Linked DNA regions of Mus musculus: region 2 is linked to region 1. The links are chromatin contacts, called in public HiChIP or PLAC-seq maps. All regions are on one chromosome and are shown on one strand. The core of a region is the stretch at or near the end of the contact, and the rest is flanking DNA. Distances in the headings are between cores, read along the strand shown.

The links. HiChIP or PLAC-seq counts read pairs in DNA pulled down with a chosen protein or histone mark.
Region 2: a contact with region 1 is called in an H3K4me3 HiChIP or PLAC-seq map of embryonic forebrain, with 6 times the contacts expected there. The contact joins two enhancer-like sites. A contact is called at or near these places in 19 of 484 Hi-C or Micro-C datasets (cerebral cortex, cortical neurons, cranial neural crest and 8 more), 12 of 115 datasets of contacts at active chromatin or transcription factors (craniofacial prominence, differentiating embryonic stem cells, embryonic basal ganglia and 7 more) and 2 of 9 other capture datasets (embryonic stem cells and embryonic tail).

What each region holds. Positions count from the first base shown.
Region 1 is chr8:107,813,376-107,817,495 of GRCm38.p6, forward strand. The region is part of intron 1 of Gm42040 (a long non-coding RNA gene); the gene reads left to right. The region is part of intron 2 of Gm39242 (a long non-coding RNA gene); the gene reads right to left. Among named protein-coding and RNA genes, the nearest start is that of Gm39242, 19 kb to the right of the region's middle. Within about 2 kb of position 2,261, at least 6 of the 459 cell types and tissues checked have an H3K27ac peak or open chromatin away from gene starts, as enhancers often do.
Region 2 is chr8:107,947,548-107,951,618 of GRCm38.p6, forward strand. No RefSeq gene overlaps it. Among named protein-coding and RNA genes, the nearest start is that of Gm39242, 120 kb to the left of the region's middle. Within about 2 kb of position 2,239, at least 7 of the 459 cell types and tissues checked have an H3K27ac peak or open chromatin away from gene starts, as enhancers often do.

The sequences.
Region 1 (4,120 bases), core at 1,011-3,510:
ACCAAAGAAGCACTAGCTCGAAAGCACATGCATTTATTTCCAAGGCTCCTTTTGTTTTAGGTAAATTTAAAAGTGTACCCGTGATATCAGAGACGTGATATCTGTCCGCTTATAGTCAAGTCATTGTTCCTACTGTGGAAAGACAAGCTTCCTGTTAAGAACTTTAGCCCGTAAAGGGCGGCAAAAGCAATGCTAAGTGGGATGTGCCAGGCAGGCCGGATAACAGAACCTGGCCACGGTGCTCGTTAGGGAGACTGGCTTTGAGACTCTCTTGAGTCTGAGCTCCTCCAAGATTCTGTCATCTCTCTGGTTCTTGCTGGATTCACTTGTCTGAGTTTCGCTGGCATCTGGATAGAGATTCAGCCAAGAACCAGCAGCCAGGGATGGACCAGAGGGAGGAAGGGAGGGATTGAGAGGGAATATGCTTAGCCTGTGCTAGGCTCTGGATTTGGCTTCCAGGCATCTCTTGCCTTCTCTCTGGCTGATCTGTACCCAGTCCGAGTTTCTCCTCTGAATTTCTCATTCGCAAGGCTTCTTAGAGGTAATGTGGGTGTGAAGCCTTGATGCAGCAGGCACATCCTTTCATTTCAGGGAGAGGATCATTTATATAGAGGAAATGTCGAAAGTGAATTTTTATATATTTAAAGAATTTAAGCTATTTACCCAGAGGCAGAAATGATTTGAGGCTCAGGGAAAACCATCATGGATAATTTGAAATTCATGCATCATTATTAGATTTAAAGTCACATCCTTCTTTATCTACATCACATCCATCTAACTTTAAGAGAAGCCTCCAAGAGGTTTGAGTGGATTTTATTATTATTACTGTAAAGAGATGGCACCCCTTTAAAAACAAAACAAAACGAAACAAACCCTTGGTTTTTCACAGTAGTAACTAATGCTATAACGACTGGCGTCTACCCACACGTTTCCCAAATTCAATGTAGGCAGCTTTGCAGTATGACCCTACAGTACCTTTCTACAAGGAAGATGCAGAGGACCAGAGTGGCTGCCTAGAATGTTTATTGAGGATAGTGCAGAGTATGGAGGTGGTGAGCTTGACGTAGTCCCATACTTACTTCAGCATCTGACTATTGGCTATTGCTGTGGGAACCTGATGTTTTCTCCATATTTATATTAGCCAGACTTGAGTAGAAAGGACCCCCGAGTGCCATTCATCATCATTCTTCCTTGAGAAATGTTAGGATTTTTTTTTTTAAACTCTGTTCAGGATGGCTGGGTTATTTTTGCCTCTTCTTCCTTCCTAATTTTTTAAGGATGCAAGAAGGCAGGGTTTTTGTTTGTTTGGTTTGCTGTTGTTTATTTTATCTTCTCATTCACTTGAATTTGGTTTCAGCTCGAAACAGTTTTTGAGGACCAGAAAATGAATCTTGTAGCAACCGAGAACCCAGATTGCTAGCGTGGCCTGCAGGAGCGTCTGTCAGCTTGTACGTTTTCTCTTTTTTGAGAATCCCATTAAATTTTATTCAGGAGTCCCTTCCCAGCCAAATGTATTGTTTCCATGGATACAATTAATGGGGAAAGCAATTTATAAGACTGATGTAAAAAATGAGCACGCCATCAGCCCCCCTGCCGGTCACATTTAGAGACTGGGAGAAGGAGGTCAGTTCTTGTGGGCCCGGCAGAAGCTCCAGCGGGGAGCACGACAATGGGAGCCAAAGTCTTCTGGAAGGGTCTGTTGAAGTGTAAGGAATCACCTAGAAAGATGTCAGGACGCGGAAGATGTCACCCAAATGGGACGTCTTTTCACGCCCTTCCTATTTACAGAATCTACTGTGTGAAAACCTTAAAAAAATTTCCTAAACCAAAAGAAGCAGAGACAACCTTCCCCTTCTCGTGAATGCGAGGGGGATTTGGCGCAGGACAGGCAGAGCTAAGGTGGGGTGGGACCCCGGAGAGGATTATGTCATCAGTTATCCCCATCACGGACTCACACCCTGACACATAAAGTTATTACGACCTACATTAGGCTTTTCTCAATTTGTATCCATTTCTCTTGAAAAACATACCGTGAAGTGACGCTGGCATCAGTTCACCTCATGATCTAAAAACCTTGAAACAAACTGGTTTTCTAGGCATTTAAAGCTTGCCCCTACCCCTGACTGGACCCCCAACCTGAGCCCCAGCTCAGGACTAGAGGAGAAAAATCTAGGGAGATTGGATGTAAAAATTCCAGCCCTTGCTGTACACGTTTCTCCAGGTTTTGGAATGACTGTTAGGGGTTTGTTGTCTGTTTTCTTCTTCGCTCACCCTGATTTGAGGGAAGAAGGAAGTCCGAACCACGGTTTTATTCCACCGTGCACCTTGCCCGGGACACCCACTAAGAAGTTACCTCTTTCTTATTGTCTTGTACACACTAGAGCTGTTTTGGAGTAAGCCAGTGTAAAAAAAAAAAAAAAAAGAAGAATGTGGACGAGTCTCTCTCTCTCTCTCTGAGAGTAAGTACAGTTTAATTGCTTACAAGCAAACATATTTGGAAAACTATTTGTTTATATTTTAGCACCCAGCTGTCTTGTATTGTTGACTGCCTGAAAGATGTGGTTTTTTTTTTTTTTTAAACCTTTCTTCCCTGCAGAGGGCAGTCTCTCTCCACAAAACAAACCCCTGTGCCCAGCAGCGGTGAGTGTGGAGAAAAAAAAAGCATTATAATTATTTTTTAAGCTGTGAATGTAAATAATTCCCCTTTTTCCTTTGGATGAGGCTATAGGAGGAAGGGGGGAAAAAGAAACCTGTTCTACATTGGAAAATTATAGATTGTGCATGACTCCGGTGTGTGTGTGTTTCCTGTCCTTTTGTATATTGTCTTGCTGACCAATTTTTAAAAAAAAGATTGAGTGGAATTTTTTTTTTCTTTTTGAATAAGCATTGAGCAAGAGATAACAAATAAGGTCTCAAATGGAGAGGGAAATGGCAGTTAGGAAAATAAGAGACCCATCAGGCTGGGTTGTAGATTAAAATACATGTATAATAAGAACGTGAGCACCTACAGATTGCCCCACCAGTGCAACCAAAGTAAAACACCACAAGCTGTTATGTTTTTAAATACAGAAATTAATTCTACTTTAAAGAGGCTTCTATCAGAGGTTGGAGATATTTAATGTGGAAAGTGTGAGAAAATAGGTATTTCTTTTGGTCATATGTCTCTCCTGTTTGATGTGTGTCTCTGGCAGGGAGAGGAATGGATTAAATAGAGGCAGGTAGTCTGTAGAAACCACCCCAGTAAGAGTGGTCAGACACACCTAACTGATGCTTAGATAAATGCATTACAGCAGAGTCCTCACACAGTTCAATTTGCTTTTCCTGGACTCCAAGAGGACAGATCCTTTCTGCTGACCAAGAGAAGAGCTTGTAGAGAGATTCGGGCAGATGCTGAGAGGGAGGGGGAAAAACCCAGTACTACAAAGGATCATGTCAGCCCATCAGCTTCAGTGGGCAAAGTCAGCTCCAGTTTGGATGTAGCAATTCCTAACAAGACCCCAACCCTTTTTACATGATTTTCTTTTTAAAAACTGAGAAAACACAGAAGAGAACTATGTAAAATGCTCCTTACATACACAATCACTCACGTGAGGGGAAATGTGCGGAATCTAGTGCCCGAGGACAGACGCCACAGGGATCTGTGCCTCACACTGGTTTTCCCTGATTCGAATGCGAGTTTGGAAATGGCTCTGAGAATTTTCCTGCCTGCCCATTAACTTGCAAAGAAGCTGGTTTCTCCAGCTCCTTTTTTCCTAAAGCAGCTCAAAATACGATTTAAAAAAAATGCGTATTTAATGTCCAGATGATTTTGCAAAGTGTCCTCTATTTATTTATCCCACACTGCCCAGTTCTGCTCAGGTGCAGTTACCACATGGGAAGATAAAGTGAGTACAAAGACCTATTGTCTCTCAGTGAAGAGGAAGACCTGGAAGTGATTTAAATTTAAAAAAAAAAAGAACTTATATTTTTGGAGCTGATGATCTTAAATCGCACAGCTGTGTCACCTGCGATTTATGACAGCTGCGCCCGAGCCAGGTGGAGCAGCCGCCGCAAAATGGCAGAAAAATGACCGTGTGAGGGGAGGGCTCGGACTGGCCCAGTCTCCCCCATGTGAAGTTTA
Region 2 (4,071 bases), core at 989-3,488, 130 kb after region 1:
GTCTGAGGCTCCTCTGCTGAAGGATACAAAGTAGACCTTTTTTTGGCTGTGTCTTTGTAGTGGCAAAGACAAGCCCATGATTTTTCTCACCACACAAGGTCTGATTACTTAGGGATGCTGATAGTATGTTGCAACTTCATAGAAACTTTTTTTCAGGGAGGGGCTGGCTCCCTACCTTGGTCGTTTAGAGTTGGTCATGGCTCTAGCTAGCGGGGACGTTGCTTTCCTCTCTTTCATCTCGACAGAAAACATTTGATCTCTTAAGGTCCCATGTCTTTACCCATGTAGTTTTCTAGTTTCCTTTGGTTTATTTAGTACGGCTTCATGGGTAGGTACCATTCCTCCGTGGAAAAGGTAATAATTCTTAGCATGCTGTCACAAGTCTCCTCTCTTCACCCCCCCCCCCCATCTCTCTCTGTCTCTCTCTCACACACACCTGAAACCTTGTCTAGATTAATGGTCAGTGTCTCACACACACGCACATTTGTGTTGTGATAGTGGAGAGACGCGGGGAATTACTGACAAGATCCAGAATAATTTCGAATGCTGTCGAAGGCTTCATTTTCTCCTCGGCATGATGGATGAGGCAGAAGAAGTGCTTTCTGAGATCATTATGTGTATCGTTCTGTTAAGTGTTATTAAAGTCTGTCTGTCTTAGGCAGCATAAACAACACCCTCTGCCTTCCCTTGTTCCCTGGTTTTCAGAATAGTAACCACATACCCCCCACCCCACCCCCTTTCTCCTTCCTGAGATTATCTGACTATTAATTCCTGCCATAAAATTATTGAGAATTATGTTTTTCTTTCCACTTAAAATTGGATAGTATTAACCCATAAAAGGTCCTGGCTTATTTTTAAACCAGTAAATATTTTAGAAATTCATTTTATTAAAAGAACCAGATGTGGAGGGTAGCAGACTTTGGAGTGTGGGGCTAGGTCTTTAACTTCAAAGGGATGTAATAGTCTTTTATTTTCTGGGGTCTCCATTATTTTCTGTATCGGTGATACATTACCTGGAGTCGATGGTGCAAGACACGGATGAGGTTGGAGGTGCTGAAAAACGCACTAGAATCATCTCTGAAAGGCAGATGGATTTGGAGGGGACCATGCTAGATCATGGAAATGAAAAGAAAAATCTTAGGATTGTAGGTTCAGGGAAAGTTTGCTTTTTTTTTTTTTTTTGGACTGTGCCTCAGGAGGGTGGATTCCTCTCAGACCTGGGAGCAGTTGGGAGCAGTTGTGGGGGGAAAGGGGTCTGGAGTCAAAGCAGCATAAAAGCCGTGTGGCACACAGCAGCCAAGGAGAAATGACAGATGGCTCACGTTAAAACTGAAGCAATTTCACTGGAACAAAAGAATTAACTTTGAAGGTTCGGAACTTTCTCTAAGTCCCAGATTGTTCTGAACCCTGTGATAACACACGAGGCTACCTGCTGTATTGGTTGCTTTCGTTCTTCTGCCGTAGCCCCCCCTCCCCACTCCCCTTTGTTGTTGTTGTTATTATGGGTTCTGAACAGTTTGCTGGAGTCTCTTTAGGCCCCCGGAGGCTCACCCAAAGAAACTGTAACCCAAACGAGTAGACCCTCATATTTCCTTTTAAAAAGCGATTTTCCCCTTTTTTGTGGGGGGGGGGATTCATTGTGATCTAGAGAGGCTCAGTTTTAGACTTTTAATAGAATCGCCTAAGTTTGATGCACAGCTGGGGCAAGCCCAGCCATCCACAGCACAGCTAGTTTCTGAACATTTAATTTTATATTTGAATAATTCTCCAGATCAGGCTATAATCATGAATGTCATATAAAAAGTTTTTTTTAAAAGAGGAAATTACATTATTTCACAGATGTGCAAATACTTCTGAGAAAAAAATTACATTGATCAGTTTTTAATACCCCCCTGTCTCACCCTTCAGTCTAAGGGAAAAATAAGCCCCCCCCCATCTTTGTCTTCAGAAAGGTGCTAGATTGTAAACATCTGAGGGAAATGGAGGGGGCTTGGCCAGTCCACCCCAAACTCCTTCCAGGTTTTCAATCTTTTCAGCAGCAGCCTTCAGTCTGCAGAGAAGAGGGAGGGTCTACAGAATCTAAAGAGAGACAGGAGATGTCTCTGTTTGTTATTAAAATTTAAAGCACAAGGTAGGACTGCAAGTGGCTAATTTTGAGTCCACTCACTTAAGGGGAAAGGTCTGAGGCAACCTGTGCAAGGTGGCAACTTGGAGCTAGCTGGTGAAGGCAAGTGCCACAGGGGAAGGCTTAGCTGTGACAGGGGACAGTAGGTGAGCGGTCACAGCCGTTCCCTTTATAGGGTCTGAAACAACGGCACGTGGGTATTTCATTCAAAACTGTGCAGACGAACATTCAGGTTCATTTAGTGGGGAGACACGATTATTCTTTGTTTTGGAACAGGAGTCTGTTTATTCTCCTTCAGATAAAAGCACTTTGGAATTTCTGTGGTTTTTTTCCCCCTAATATGAAACATTTCTGAAAGGGATGACAACGGGAGGAAGAAACTGTGGTGGCCATTTCAGGGATAGTCAGTCACCTGTGGTGGGAAGCGTCCCCTGGTCACTCGGGGCTGAACGACGGAATGTCCCTGAGTCTGAAACAAGGCACGTGAATTAAAAGTCTGGGCCACAAGCGTCCCTGTGTTTCTTTCGTTAACAGCTCTGACCAAGTGATATAGCACGGCCTCTGCCCTCATAGAGTATTTGGATATTTGATATGGTGTCATAAAGATACCATGGAAGTAAAAAAAAATTGCATTAGCATTTGGCTCATGGATAATGATTTGTGTAAGCTATGCTGCAGTTGCTTAGTTCTTCTGTGCTGAACCAACGTAAAATTTTATTTTTATCTGGTCCCAAATAGTGAGATGATATTTAAAAAAAATAATGAACTAAAGGGTTATATTCAGATCAATATGTGTGGTATCACAAGCAACTCTTTGTCTTGCCAAAATCATGCACATCAGATGGAGAAAAAAAAAAGCTAATCTGAAAATGCCAGGTTTATTTTCTGTGTGCAGGCAGTACCAAGCTACGAGGGCTCTTATCACAGTGTACCGAAAGTCCTCAGCACAAAAATGTGTAACGAAAGCTGTTACTCGGAGTGCGGCTCATGTATTGGAACGGCTGTGACAGTGAGATACAGTTAAACACTTGTTCAATTATAAGAAAAAGAAAGTCGGAAGGGGACTTGATTTCGATAAGAATTTTTAAAGGATCCTTGAAATCTCTGAGGAAACCTTACTTCCAGTTTTGAGTCACAAACTGGGAGCCTTCCCTTGGACTCTCTGTCCCTTTCTCTCTCCTTACCCTTGTCCGATCCCTGTAAGTAAGGGTCCTGTCATTTGAACAACTTTCCTGCTAAATCCTACTCATTAAAATAAAACCTGAAGGAGCTGGGTTAGGGTTATTTGCAAATTATTTCAAGTGTTTGCTCTTTTATAGCCTCGTGGGAAATGGGGGAGTCGTCTTGTCATGGGCTACCCCTCTCCCCTACACTCGTTTTGCTCTCAGATGATTCTGACACTTTTCTGGCAGATAGATTTTTATGAACACACAAAAGGCTCTCACTAATATTGGTAGCCAGTGTTTAGTTCAGGGAGTCTTTACCCAGACCTTTGATGTTTTTTTGTTTTTGTTTTCTGAATGCTCTATTAACATGTGTGCAGTGTGTGTGTGTGTGTGTGTGTGTGTGTGTGTGTGTACACACGAGTGCACGTGAGATTGAATGTACTTCATATATGCTTGTTTGAAATACAGATAGATATACATATACAGACATGTGGCTTTTGTGCCCTTGTTTTGTTTGACACATACATTCTTTTTCGGAGACTTTGGCTATATAAGGAACACATGCTCCCATGTGTAAAATTCCTTTTGTTTTAGGTTAACTTTTTACTTTCCAAGCTGAGTGGTCTGTATGCTTTGTTAAGCAGGTAGGGCTCATTTGTTAATGTCGCCTCTTCTGAGGCTGACACCCGAATGGTGTTTGTGGGGTGGGCTCAGAAAGATCATCACTGCAGTATCATTTTGAAATTGTTCTCGTCAGAGGGGGGAAAATAAATAAATAAA